Regions from separate parts of the Mus musculus genome. Here region 2 is linked to region 1. Evidence: chromatin contacts called from public promoter capture Hi-C data. All regions are on one chromosome and are shown on one strand. The core of a region is the stretch at or near the end of the contact, and the rest is flanking DNA. Distances in the headings are between cores, read along the strand shown.

Evidence for each region. Capture Hi-C pulls out chosen DNA fragments and counts their contacts.
Region 2: a contact with region 1 is called in a promoter capture Hi-C map of pancreatic islet. The contact joins the promoter of Kcnk3 here to the promoter of Fam166c in region 1. A contact is called at or near these places in 5 of 39 promoter capture datasets (HPC-7-derived erythroid cells, cranial neural crest, embryonic stem cells and 2 more), 2 of 484 Hi-C or Micro-C datasets (cerebral cortex and cortical neurons), 1 of 115 datasets of contacts at active chromatin or transcription factors (forebrain) and 3 of 9 other capture datasets (adipose tissue, embryonic stem cells and pancreatic islet).

What each region holds. Positions count from the first base shown.
Region 1 is chr5:30,463,064-30,469,875 of GRCm38.p6, reverse strand. Fam166c (family with sequence similarity 166, member C) reads right to left here and starts at 3,799. Exons shown (of 4, transcript NM_029285.1): 1 at 3,692-3,799. The coding sequence starts at 3,765.
Region 2 is chr5:30,585,365-30,592,176 of GRCm38.p6, reverse strand. It overlaps Kcnk3 (potassium channel, subfamily K, member 3), which reads right to left and starts at 4,007. Exons shown (of 2, transcript NM_010608.2): 1 at 3,578-4,007. The coding sequence starts at 3,860. Gm9899 (predicted gene 9899) reads left to right here and starts at 3,558. Exons shown (of 4, transcript NR_040427.1): 1 at 3,558-3,806.

The DNA.
Region 1 (6,812 bases), core at 2,550-5,049:
CGTCACTCCTGGTCATATTGTCTGTGCTTTCTCGTTTCTATTAGATTTTACAGGGAGAACACAGACAGGCCTTTCTCTCTTCAAGGAGGATTTATTTGCCAAGACGCCTCTAGGTATTTATCTCTCGCTATTCACGTTCTTCCTGTACCTTGGGGAACTCTTGGGGAAGTTTAACTTATAAACTGTATATGAAAGATTAACCATAACTAATGCTATAATGGGCCAATTACAAGAATGCACAGTAATTAACGTTATTTAAAGCTTATGAATTGTTTAACTCTGGAAGCTTCCATTCTTTTGGTTTTTTCTTTTTTCTTTTTTTTTTTTTTTTTTTTTGTCTTTTCGAGACAGGGTTTCTCTGTGTAGCCCTGGCTGTCCTGGAACTTACTTTGTAGACCAGGCTGGCCTCGAACTCAGAAATCCGCCTGCCTCCGCCTCCCAAGTGCTGGGATTAAAGGCGTGCGCCACCACACCCGGCGGAAGTTTCCATTTAATTTCAGACAATGGTTGAACTTTGGTAACTGAACTTACTGGAAGCCCACGTCTTGTGTGGTGGGGGCAGACTCTCACAGGGACTGGGCTTATACCTTCAAAAGGCTTATTGTTCCAGGGCCTTGGACTCAAGAGTTCTTTGCCCGGTACGTGTGACAGAGTATATACAGATAGTGGGCCAGATATAAATAGAGATTATCTACAAAAGGTTTCTGGACAATGTGCCACAGCAAGAAACAAATCAGGCCATCTTGATAGTTATCCGAACGCTGTCATCATCACCATCATCATCATCATCATCACCACCACCACCATCATCACCATCACCATCATCACCACACCACCACCACCATCATCACCATCACCACCACCACCATCATCACCATCGTCATTCTCATCTGGTGCTGCCCCCCAGGCTCCCAGAACTTTGGCTTTAAACACAGTAGTGACCTAACTAACAATAACAGATAACAGTTACTAAGCATAGGGCTTTGCACACATTGAATGATTTCCTTTCCTTTAACCTGCACGCCATTGTCTTCTTTTACTAGACAGCTAAGTAGAGCTTATCAAAGGTAAAGAAAGAAATGACAAGACCAGAACTCACACCCAAGCAGGTTGGCTCCGGTGGCTATCTCTCTGCCCCCACCCTGCTGAGTAAGGGGGACCTGTGCTGCGCTCCACCAGGGCTCAGCGTAGATAGTGGGGTAAAGCAGACTAAAGCCAAAAGATCTTGTGGGTGGCCCTGGGCAAGATGCTCGGTCCTCCTCTTGGTTGCTATGAAGCCTTTTTTATTTATTATATTTTAGGGGGCAATGCTGTGTGTTCCCGTGGCTTGTGTGTGGAGGTCAGAGGACATCTTTCTGGAGTGGGTTCTCTTCTCCTTCCATCATGTCCACCTCAGGTATTGAACTCAGACCGTCAGGTTTCCCTACCCACTGAGCCTATGGAAGCCTTTCTACAGAGGGGCTCATAATGGACGTAGCACAGGGAGGGCCTGGCACAGGCTTGGCGGGGAGGGTCATGGTGTTACTGCTCGGCACCCAAGACCTGGCTGCAGCCCAGCTCTTTACAGTCACCAGCAGGAGATCACACAAAGACCCCGTGACCGCCGTGCCCTCGTCTGAAACAGCGGGGAGGTGGGCAGTGAGATCTGTGTGGTCCCAAGCAACCCAAACACTCCCTGCCTGTAGATAAATCCACAAAGGGGATGATTGGAGTGTCAGAAGAGACTGGCTGTTCTTTCACATCTGTGATTAATGTTTGAGAAAGAACAGAAAAAAATAATAATTATCCAAGTCAGGTAGGGAATCCTGGAGTCTTTCATTAAGTAAACGGGATTGCCACTGAGGTAGTAGAAACACCAGATGTCCTGGTTCATTCCTGGCTGAGGGGGACCTTTGAGGAAAACATATCTCTCACAGAAAGGTCTTGACGGAGAGTAGCAGACATGGCTCAGCGCTCTGCCTAGCGGAAGCCAGGCTTGAAGCCCCCTTTATGGCCGGCCATTGTCTTTACTATCTCTAAAGGAATCATAGGATAGAATGCGGCACTCAAGGGAACCAAAGACAAACATTTAGAGAGGCACCGTGGGGGTTTTCCTAAAACTGCAGCCTCCAAAGCTTCTAGTGTGACGGAATCATGGGATAGGGCTGCTGGCACGCCAGGGCTTGCCCTGCAGGCAGCAAAGAATCAACGGGTTTGGCACAAGCAGCTCTTCCAATAAAAGCCTGTGGAGCAGTGAGTCTCAGCCTTCCTGACGCTGCATCCCTATAATGTGGTTCCTCATGCTGTGGTGACCCCCAACCGTAACATTATTTTGTTGCTATTTTCTAACTATAATCTTGCTACTGTTATGAATCATAATGAATGCATATCTGATACGCAGTGTGTGTGACACGTGACCCCTGTGAAAGGCTCGTTTGATGCCCTCAAAGAGATTGAGAGCTACAAGTTGGGACCCACTGCTGTGGAGGAGTAAAAGAAATAAAAGAGCAATGTCTGATGTCACAGCTCATGACAGACAGCTAGAGTGTGGAAAACCCACTGCTGGCCTTGGCCTCAAAGATGAGTTTGAACTAAATCTTAAGTATTTACATGAGTAAGGGGGACCTGTGCTGTGCTCCACCAGGGCTCAGCGTAGATAGTGGGGACTTATAGACTTCTATAAGTCTGGTGCCATATAGACTTCTAATGCCAGCACTTGGGAGGCCGAGGCAGGGGCATCAAAAGTTCAAGGACAGCCTAGCCCATAGCCTGAGCTCAAGGTCAGCCCAGGTAACTTCCTGAGACTCTCTGTCTCAAAATGTAAAGAAAATCTAAATAGAAGGCTGGGATCCCTCTGGGGTCATCCACCCCCTTTTGTCTTTGTTCCTTTGGGGTGCCTATAACACCTGGCACATGCCCCATGAACACTCAATGTCTTTTCCAAGTGAAGAAGCAGTGGGTAGCCAAGCCTCACGGCCAGCTGATCCAACATGCCTGGCTGGCTTTGGGGAAACTCTATGCTTTGTAAACCACCTTTGTCTGATGGGTCCCATCCACCACCGACATGCCAGATTGGAACTAGAGCCCCAGACTCTGGGGGCAGATACTTCCACACGTACTGTTTCTGAAAATGATGGTAACAGAGAGCCCCTCGGTGCCCTGCTTCTTCCGCGGGAAAACACATCGAATTTTATGTAAAATGCACTGTGTTCTGTCGACGCTGGTGGTTTTTTCATCCCGTAGCCTGCTCAGTTTGCAGAAAAAAGTATGTATAAAAATCAGGTGGCTAGTGTACTCTACCAACTGTCACATACGGCCCTGCCAGATTCTGCTAGGCATGCCCACCCGGCGTCAATCCCTCCTTCCTGGAAAGCCGGGCACTCCCAGCTCCTTCTCACATTCTTTGTGAACCAGGCTGCTTGCTCCAAGCACACACATTTTCACGGTCTCTCTCTCCCTCAGTCTGGCCCCATCCATAGCAAGTGGGCTAAGTAAGTCTCAGACATCCACTTCTTCAGCCCCACCACCTGCCAGTCTGTTGTTACAGCAGAAAGACCATGAAAGCCAAGAAGGAAACACTGGCCAGTGGGGTTTCTTGGAGCCCCCAGATCCAGAGGGCGGAGCCTCGGCGTCCCGCAGGTGTGTGCAGAAGGGAGGAGGGGGAGAGCTCTGACCCGCAAGTTCAGGTGTGTCAGGGTGCCTAGCAGCTTACCCGGGCATGAGAGCTGGGGGCACGAAGGCGGCATTAAATTCGGTCATTAGTGTGCCCGCGCTACGGAAGGCCATGGTGGGTGCTGCGAGCCCCGGCGCGGTGGCTCGGCTCAGCCCTGCGGTAAACAGCCAGCTGGTCACCCGGCAACCACATGCCTGGCAACCCGAGTTCGTTCTGGGACAGTGAGTCCTCTTTGCTGTGCGCTCCCTAGACCTTCTCTGTCTATCAACCCGGAGAAGACGCCGCCCCATCCTCACAAGGTTACTGTGTGGCTCCCCCAAGGGTCCCTGGCATCCAGTTTAGGTGTTCATATCTACTGGAGATATGGTGTGGAGATAAAAAAGCTGGATCGATCCTGAAGAGGCTATCATTTGATCCCATTTGGATCACGAGGGTTCCCTCCACCCACGGAACTCGGGGAAGTGGCTCTATGGCTGACCTCACTTCATGTGTGGGTTCCCACCCCTGTCATTTCAATGTTCACTAATTTTCTCATTAGTTTCTCCTTTCTCCCCTTGAACTTCCTTCTTCCCACATTTCTCAAATAGGGTGACTCTGGCCTGTAATCCCATCATCAGAGGCTGAGGCAGGAGGATTGCTAGTTTGAGGACAGCCTGGGCGACTTGATGAGACACTTTCTGGGGCAGAGGAGGGACAGGAGGAGAAGGGAGGAGTGCCTGTTACAGTTTGAGTCTGTATATCCCTCACACACTCACATTTTGAGCCTTGTTCCCTGGTGGGTGTTACCTTTAAGACACAGAATCTTATAGGGGAGAGCCCTGGCTGGTCTAGCGGGTTACTAGGGGCCACCCTTGGAAAGTTAGTTCTTGGTTCTGGCTTTGCAGTTTTCTGGTCATTGAGATGCGAAAGGAGCTGTTTTCCATGCCTCCCCACAAGGATGGGTTGAAACCATTGTCTTAAATAAAGTTTGGTTCCCTTAAGTTGCTTACTGCACTATTTTGTCGGGGTAGAAGTAACTGGGACAGTCTATGGTTTATATTTGCCTCAGGTACCGTAGTTCATTCTGCCCAGAGATCTGTAGTGTGAGGTTTCCCTTCAGCCATCAAAGCCCTGAAGTCCACTTGAGGTTTGCTTTACATAAACTGTCTCCTCCATGAGCTAGGCAAATCTAGGTCCTGTCAAGCAGCCAGCCGATATTAACCATCATGTGGTGGGTCTCTTCCCCTCAGCTATTCCTCGGGTAGAGGCATCACCCGCACAGCTGGAACCTGTAAATGGCAGCCGATGAAGACCACAGTCACTAATGAACTCACAGGATGCCATCACAATCAGAACTCTCCAGAGATGTCCTCTAACAGATGCCAGCGATTCTAGGCTGTAGGGAGCATATGTTTGTAAGAGGTGCTTGCGCGCGCGCGCGCGCACACACACACACACACACACACACACACACACACACAATCAGAATGGCTGAAGCTTAGTGTGGCCAAGAAGCCACAGGTGTGGGCGTAGTGACAAATCAGTGAAGGAAATGTGCAGTCATATCTACTGTTTCCCAAGTTGCCTCAGGGCACATTTGCTTCACTAAGAAAAATATTAGGCAAAGTTGTGTTTAAAAGGTGACCATGGCTCTAATGTGACATACTCCAGGAAGGCTTTGAATGACCCCACTCCACTAGGTGAAGCCCTCACTTCCTCTCCATTCTCGGCCTCCCAGTCGGTCCAGTTTGCAGACCGCCTTCTGTGCACTCTGGACCACAAGCCCTCTGCCTATTCTGGGTGGACTCTGCATTGGCACCTGGTGTAGCTGGTAGAGTCATGCTATGCTAACTGGAATTGCTGTCGTCTTTGAGACGGAGAAACTGGGATTTGACAAAGCTTTTAGGGCTGCTCCGTAGGACTTCCCTTCAGCATGTGCAGGGCTGTAAGAGGCTCCATGAAACTCACCCTTTAGAGTAGAGAACCAGGGGACCCTTGAGGAGAGGGCTGCTAAGTACCACCGAACCTTACAGACAAAGATGAATTTGTGTCATTTTAAAGGGACATTAACTTTGGTTTTAATTTTTTTTTAGATATTTTCTTGCATTCAATGTATGCATTTTTGAAGAATTTTCTAACTCAATATAGTTAAATATACATCAGAAAGGGGAGCGGAAACTGAGGAGAGAGAGGAAAAAGAAAGTACAGAGAAAACTAGGGCTGAAAAACAGGGAAGGCTCTTGGATGTCTGAGGTTACTCCACTGAGGGATTCTGAGGGATGCTATGCTGTGAACGTCTAGTACCTTCTCTCTTTAAACTTTCAAACCTGCTTATTACATCTATCTATCTATCTATCTATCTATCTATCTATCTATCTATCCATCCACCCACCCATCCACCCATCCATTATCTATCTATCTATCTATCTATCTATCTATCTATCTATCTATCTATTTAAGTGGAGAGGACATGTCCCCCACCCCACCCCCAGAAGGGCATGTACTACAGCCCACAGAAGAGCAGTTTATCCTTGTCTACCATGTGTGTCCCAGGGATCAAACTCCAGTCGCCAGGCTGAGCCGTAGGAGCCCTTACCTGCTGAGCCATCCCACCAGCCCAAAGCCTGAAGACTCTCTTAGACAGGCCCCTGAGCTTCCAAGCCCTGTCAGTATTAGTTGGACATCTTGCCATGTCTTGAACACTAGATGCCCTGTGAAGATCTCGAGTGAAAAGCATCAGTGGGGGAGATCCATGTAGCAACCCCAGGCCAGTGATACCTGGATCAGGAGCCACTGAAAGGGGGTCCCAAAGTCCACCTGAGTGAGGGTGCAGAGTCACCCCTGGGGATAAGCCGCTGAGACCAGGAGGCAGGGACAAGATGGGGGACCCCTACCAAGAGTGAGCCGCAAAAGCAACGGCTTAGAATCCAGCCCCCAGCACTCCTTTCCCTACAAGCCCTTCCCGAAAGAGCAGACTTCTGCTGTTCCTTGGATATCCCTCTACAGATATCCCTCTGCTACCTCTAGCCACTGACTAGAGCAGGGAGCAAGATGGTTGTCCTCTCACTGAAAACTACTCATCAATAGTGTCGCCTCCTCCAGTTCTTTGTCTCCAGCCTGGGATGGGTAGGTTGGTGCCCTGACTCTTACAAGTTTCCTACCTAGCACAGTAGCCCCTGTG
Region 2 (6,812 bases), core at 2,758-5,257, 120 kb before region 1:
GAGAGAGAGAAAGAGTCAAATAGGCCCATTGAGTCTGCACAGGTGCTTTGCTCTCAAGCTCTGAGGCCATGGGTGAGTGGCTGACTTAGAGTCTTCCACTGCGTAGCCGAAAGTGGGGGTAATAAGGTCAGTCTTGGAGGACTGGCAGAACTTAACAAGGGAATACAAATGAAGTGCCCGGATAGAGCCTGCCAGAGCGTAGATAATAAAGGAAGGCTGCCATTACTATGGTGGCTACCGTGGTGATAAAAATAGCACCAAGGAGCTCAGTGGTAGAGCACTTGCCTAGCACACAGGAGGTCCTGAGTCCATCCTCAGCAGCACAAAATATGTAAATAGAATTAAACAAATAATAACAGGTAAAGAGGCTCGAGGCTGGGGCGGGGCGGGGATGCTGGAAGTCAGATTTTGAACCCTTCTGTGTGACACTTATCCTCACCCCCACCCCCCGTGCCTTCTCTGTAGGAAGAAGCCACGGCACCAGCTGATCCCCAGGCCCCTTCCTGCTCTGGCAGCTTTGGGCTATGAATAGAGGGGGTAGGGGCCTGGAGGAGTCTGATGACTCAACAGCTAGGGAGGGCGAGGTTTCCCAAGGAAAGAGTTTCCATTTGTGTCTGGTGAACTTGGGGAGCAGGGAAGGAAGGGTTCCCTTAGCTGTGAGGCCAGGAATGAGGGGGTGGGAGTGGAGGATATGACTAACCAGGTGAGTGACTAAGTTGGACCCTGCTGACCTTCAACCAATCAGGGCTGCTTGTGAGTATCCTGCAAGCTGGCATCACTAGGCACTTGGTAGTTCTGCCAGGCCTGGCTGGGCCTGGGCTTCATAACATATGGAGGCAAAGGAAGCAGCCAAGAACCCAGCAGGGACACAGCCCTGGGTGTGGAGTCAGAAGTCCCAGCTTCCCGTTTTGAGCCCGCTGCCCATCATCCTGGTGGCTCTGGGCAGGAGATCTCTTCCCTTCCCTTCCCTGACCTGTACCCACTGCTCTGACTAACCCAGCTAACAATCTGGTAACCCTGATCTGGTAACCACGCTGAGTTGTGAAGGCTGAGATCTAACCAAGCGCTAACACCACTGTGGCCACTCGAGGATGACTGAGTGAGAGGCTCTCTCACTTATCCAGTCTTATCGTGAGGGATTGGCCACAAGATGGTCCCGAGGAGGCAGATGGGCCAAGAAGAAGCTGATAACATTCTCACATAGAGCCCCTTTCCAGGCACTCTAACCACTACCTCAAAGACAGCTTCCACCTAGGTGGCAGAGCCAAACTGAGAGGTGACAAAAAGCCATGGGTGATTGGATGGGGCAGGGAGCAGGCAATTGAGGTGGCATCTTTTCCTTGACCAGCATTGTCTAAATGAATACCTGTAGAAGGATGTTCTGCTGCTAGCCCCCGCTTCTAGCGTCTCTCTAGGTAAGAGCCATGGGCAATTTGGAAAGCAACAGCAGGGTTGGAGGAGAGGGTAATGCCTGCCATTTCAGTACACATGAAACCATCAGTAGTATTCTTCACTGCTCATAGCTGATGGACACCATGCTGGCTCTCAGAAGTGCAGAGATGGGCTTTGCCTACATGCATGTTAACATGACAGCATGGGGAAAAAGCAAAACAAAGTACACCGCTTAAGACATAAATAAAAGAGGCCAGCAAATCCTGCTGCAGCCTTCAAGGGCAGTGGACCTGCGAGGCTTAGTGAGGGGGTGGGCTTAAACTGGACCCAGGGGGCTAGCTTGGATAGCAAAGGGGAGTCAGAAGAAAAGATGTGTTGGATATAAACATGTAAAAGTGCTCTCTGAGAGGTGATTTGGAGGCTGTAGAAGGAGGTCAACCAAGTAAGTAAATAAAGTCAGGCATGGAGGTGGAGTCGGGGTGAGGAGCATGGGGCAGTGGGGAGCTGTGCGGGCTTTGGTGAAGGGGGATGGGGCAGCTCGGCTTTGGGGTTTTTGTTTTTGTTTTTCTGGAAGTATTGTCCAGGAGATGCTACTTGCTGTGGTGATAAGGCTGAAGCAAGGAGGTCAGCTGAGAGGTTACTGAGAAGCTGGGGTCCCGGGGACTTAGAAGAGAGTTGTACTAATTGGGGAATTGGTGTGGGCAGAGGGAGAGAGGCGTACAGAGGCCCCCACTCTGATTTACAGAGTGCTAACCTGCTGTTAAACTCAGGCAAGTGGCAGTGGGATGTGAAGGAAGGGGCCCAGACCAAATCTGTCCTTTAGGTGGTATCTGGGAGTCCTCTCCCCACTGCTGGAGAGCAACAGAACATCAGAGCAGCATTCTGCAGTGGACACAGCATAGGCTGTGTCCAGCTCTGTCTTTTACCCACTTCCTCTCCTGTTGACTCCCAGGAAAACACTGCCATCTTGCTATGGGTTTTGCCAAATGGCAATGAGTCCCTGGGAGTTGGGCCAAGGGAAGGGGGTGGGGGTCAGGATGAGAAGGGGTGGGGAAGAGGAAGAAGATTCAGCTCCCGGAGGCATCCCAATGGCTTTGGGGCAAGGTGGGTTCCCAATCTCAGAGTCCAAGCACGTCAGGGCTGGGAAGAGCCCTTGACATCCTTTTGGCCAACCTCTACATGTTGGGACATGAGCCCAAGATCCAGGCAGCAGAAGGAACTTGACCAAGGTCGGTCATGCAGAGGTGGTGGAGCTGGGCTGCAAATCACAGGGTCCTGGGAATGGTTACACTGTGTAATCCTGGTTGGATACTTCAGCAACACGGCAAAGGGCCTGTCTTGAGGTGCTTTTCCTGGCAGACATCTATTTGTGCTCTCTCTCTCTCTCTCTCTCTCTCTCTCTCTGTGTGTGTGTGTGTGTGTGTACCTGTGTGTCATGTTCTCAGAGGAGCTGGGTGTGTGTATGGCCTCCTACAGCATGATCTGCCCTGGCTTTGGAAAAGAAGTGGAGCCATTCCCGTGAGGTGACTGTTTTACTGGGACACTGGGGAAGAAGGCTAACAGGACAGAATCTGGATTCCAGCCCCTGATCTGCTGCCCTCAGAGAATTACAGGCCCTGTCTGGTGCAGCCCAAACTCATGGAGGTGGACACACACTCACACTCACACTCACACACCCACACGGACACACGCAACCCACCCCCCTCCCTAGCAGCACTCAGTCGCAGTTAGAGAGTGGCCCCGTGTGTCGCGGAGTGCAGCTTTCCGGCATCTACGTGCCTTCCCAACGCCCAGCAGGTGTGGACACCCGGGTGCCCAAGCCCAGCGTCAGGGACACGGAGGAGTGGCGCTCTCTCCGGCCCTTACTCTGGATGCCCAGCCCCAGGGCCTAGCCCGGCCACACCCCTCCTCCCGAGCCTCGGCCGGCCGCTCCTGTCCCTCTCACACACTTAAGTCCCCTGGGGTCCTCGCACAGCCCGGCAAGGCCAACTTAGGGCTGGCCGGACTGGAGACAGGTCGAAGTCAGGGGTTCCCGCAGAGCAGACACACCGGGCTGAGCCCCGGCCACTGGGAGCGCGCGGGTTCGGCGACCCGCCCCGCTCCGCAGGGACCCCTCAGCCGCGGGCGGCTCCCCAGCATCCCAGGTCCCCGCCCCCGTCCCCGCCGGCGCGGCGAGTGTAGTTACCGATGGTGGTGATGACGGTGATGGCGAAGTAGAAGGAGCCGGCGAAGCGCCACTGCACGCCGGCCTTGTGCGGCTTGAGGCGCAGCACGACGCGCTCCAGCTCCTCGTAGCCGCCCTCGCTGAGGTTGTAGCGCGCCCGCAGCTCCAGCTGCCGCAGCTCCAGCCGCTGCCGCTCGATCATCTCCGGCTCCGACTCCAGTGCGTCGAACACCGCGGCGCCCACCAGCAGGTAGGTGAAGGTGCACACGATGAGAGCCAACGTGCGCACATTCTGCCGCTTCATCGTCCCTCCCGGGTCCTCGCCGGCCCTCCGGCGTCTCCGGCCCGCGCCCCGGCCCCGGCCGCCGCCGCCGCTGCTGCCCCGGAGGCGGCCTGGGGCATGGCTGCGCTCGCGGATCTCCACGCCGGGCACCAGCTCCGCACCCCGGGGCCACCGCCGCCGCCGCCACCGCCGCCGCCGCTGCCGGCCGCCGCGGAGCTGTCCCTTCAGCACCACCCACCACCCTCCTCCGCCCGCCCCCGCGCCCGCCCCCCGGCCGCGGGCCGCCACCTCCCGCCTGCCCTCCCGCCCAGCCAAATAAGGACTGGGGAGCCGTGCCGAGGGCGGGGGGGGGGGAGGGGGGAGCAAGCGGGAGAACCCGGGCAGGACAGAGGCGGGAGAGAGAGAGCGAGAGAGAGGGAGAGCGAGAGCTGGGGGGGGGGGGTGAGCAAGATGGGAGAGGGAGGGAGAAAGAGAGAGAGAAAGAGAGAGAGAGAGAGGGAGACAGAGATCCAGCCCGCCAGCCCCAGAGAAAACTAGGCAGGAAAACAGATAACTACAGGGAAGGGAGAGGACCCAGGGTAGGGGCCTCTGTGTGTGTGTGTGTGTGTGTGTGTGTGTGTGTGTGTGTGTGTGTGATGGAGGAGACTAACCACACAGACCCAGGAAAAGAGGGATCTGTCAGGAAAATGCGGTGCAAACGATGCAAAGAGAGGGACAGACTGAGACGGGGAAACTTGTGAGTGCTGGAGTACAAATGTCCTGAAAAGGGGCGGAAAGAGGAGAGGAAAGGGCAAGACCCCAAGCTCCCAAAAGCAATCCCTTTTCTCCACCCTTGCCCTAGTCATAGTGCTGAGGCTGGAGGGGACCTTGGGTCCCACTGGCTCAATCTTTAGCCCATGGATAAGGAACCTGGGGCATAGGAGGTGAGCTGACACATATGACACACTTGGAGAGTTGGGGGAAAGACCAGGGCTCAGTCCTCTCCACTCAGATCACATGACCCTTCCTGTGCTCCAGCGTTTGGCTTATCTTAGAAACTGGCAGGGATCTGCTGTGGCCCAGGACACACAGGAGCCAATACCCAAGGGAGAGCTTTCTCTCCGAACACTGAGTCCCTCCCAGGTTAGCACCAGGCACTGGGGACTGGCTGAGAAAGCCTAGGCTGGTGGCTGTGACCACTTACCCCATCTTGATATTGATGGCCCTTGCCCTACACCAGCACAACAGGCTTGACTTGGGCATTGCAACATAGAAAACAAAGGATGCCACCTTGTAGCACAGCACAGGATTGGGGATACAGCTAAAACTGGGGTTGGGGTAAGGGCATCCAGACCTGGTAACTCTCTGACAGACTGAAGGAACTGGCATAGGGGTCCCTCTGCCTTAGTTTCTTCATCTGTCAACCTGGTGTCTGTGGCACTGAAGAGGAAACTGGCCAGGCAGTGGGAACTCAGGCAAAGTGTCCCTGCCCCTCTTGGAGCCTCCTGTCCTTATCTCTGCCATGAGTTGTCATGGCAGATGATCCCTGGGGCCTTACTCAGCTCCAAACAGCACTGGACATGGATGGGCTGAGAGAGCAGAATGATCGGAATGCAAATCCCAGTGCCAAGAAGGGTCAAACAGCCCTTCACAGGACCCTGGCATAGGCCGAGCAGAGAGTTGTGGAAGAGACCCAAAACTCATGGCTCAGGAGGTAGCCAGCGGGGGGGGGGGGGGCACCATCTGCCACATTCTGGGCTGGGATGTCATTGCCAGATACCACTTTGTGTCCAAAAGCACCTCAGAAGAGCTACCTGCCCATTCAGTCCACAAGGATGCAACCCTGTATCTTTCAGAGTATGCTATACCTGTGACCTTAATCTTTTCCTTGGTCCTCAAAGGTAGGTTTGCTTATAATTAGGACTGTTTTATAGATGAAGAAACTGAGGCTAACAGCAATACAATCACCCAGGGTCACTGAGTTGGAAAGAGACTTCTTGTCTGTTTCTCGAGCTCACATTCTTCTCCTTGACAGTCTTCTCCTTGAGTCCTTGAGCCTTTCTTTCTCCACCTGTAAGATGGGTTTGATCATTATGTATTAGTCTCCTGAGCAGTTGGCTGTAAGGAATCAAAGGAAGTCACATGTTTGCAAGGAGAATAGGTGAGGTTCTCTAGTGACCTTTACCTTTTTTAAAGACTCAGGCGTCTAGACCAGCACACCTCAATGAGGGACCTGTGCCTCCTCTCCCCACAAAGGAAGGTCTTTCCTTGGCCTTGTGGGCCTGTTGGGGATCTTTGTCCCTGGCATCCTTTGGCTTCAGGAAGAAGAGCCATGCCATTCCCAGAATCCCATGCACTTCTGATGTGCTGGTTCCCAGTCAGGATCCTCCCAGGAACCATTTACTCCCAAGATCTGTCTGTCTGTGCAAGTGACTTCCTTAGGGCTGGGCTTTAGTGGGGATGCTGTCATGTTTTTCCCACTTCCGGGTGCCAACCCCAGACTGCTATACAAATGAAAGGCAGTATTATTAAGTAAAAGAGGTTTAGGGAAGGGGAAAGCTGTCTTTGGGGCAAAATATTTATTATTAATTTAATTGTTCTTGTAGCTCTTGAGAACTAAAGGATTCTCAGATGTCCTCTCTCTCAGCTTTCTCATGTTACAGATAAGGAAACTGAGGCCTGGACAGTACTGAGAAAGGCAGTGAGGGTCCTACAGAGGGAAGCAGTGCTTACAAGCTTCTGTCATATCCAGGACCAGAACACCTGTATTGCATGTCCTGAGTCCTGGAGGGCAGCTTGCGTTCCCCTGTCCATCCTGTCCCTTGCAGAGGGAGGGTTGGGACAGAGGAGCACAGTCAAGGTTTCTGATCAACCCCTGGGACAGCAGGCACCATTTCAGCCATCCTCTTCCTGGTGAGCTGGGTTGGATTGCATCAAAGACCCAACAGCATACCTCAGTATCTTCTGCACGGGACCCTCGGACCTGCCCACACC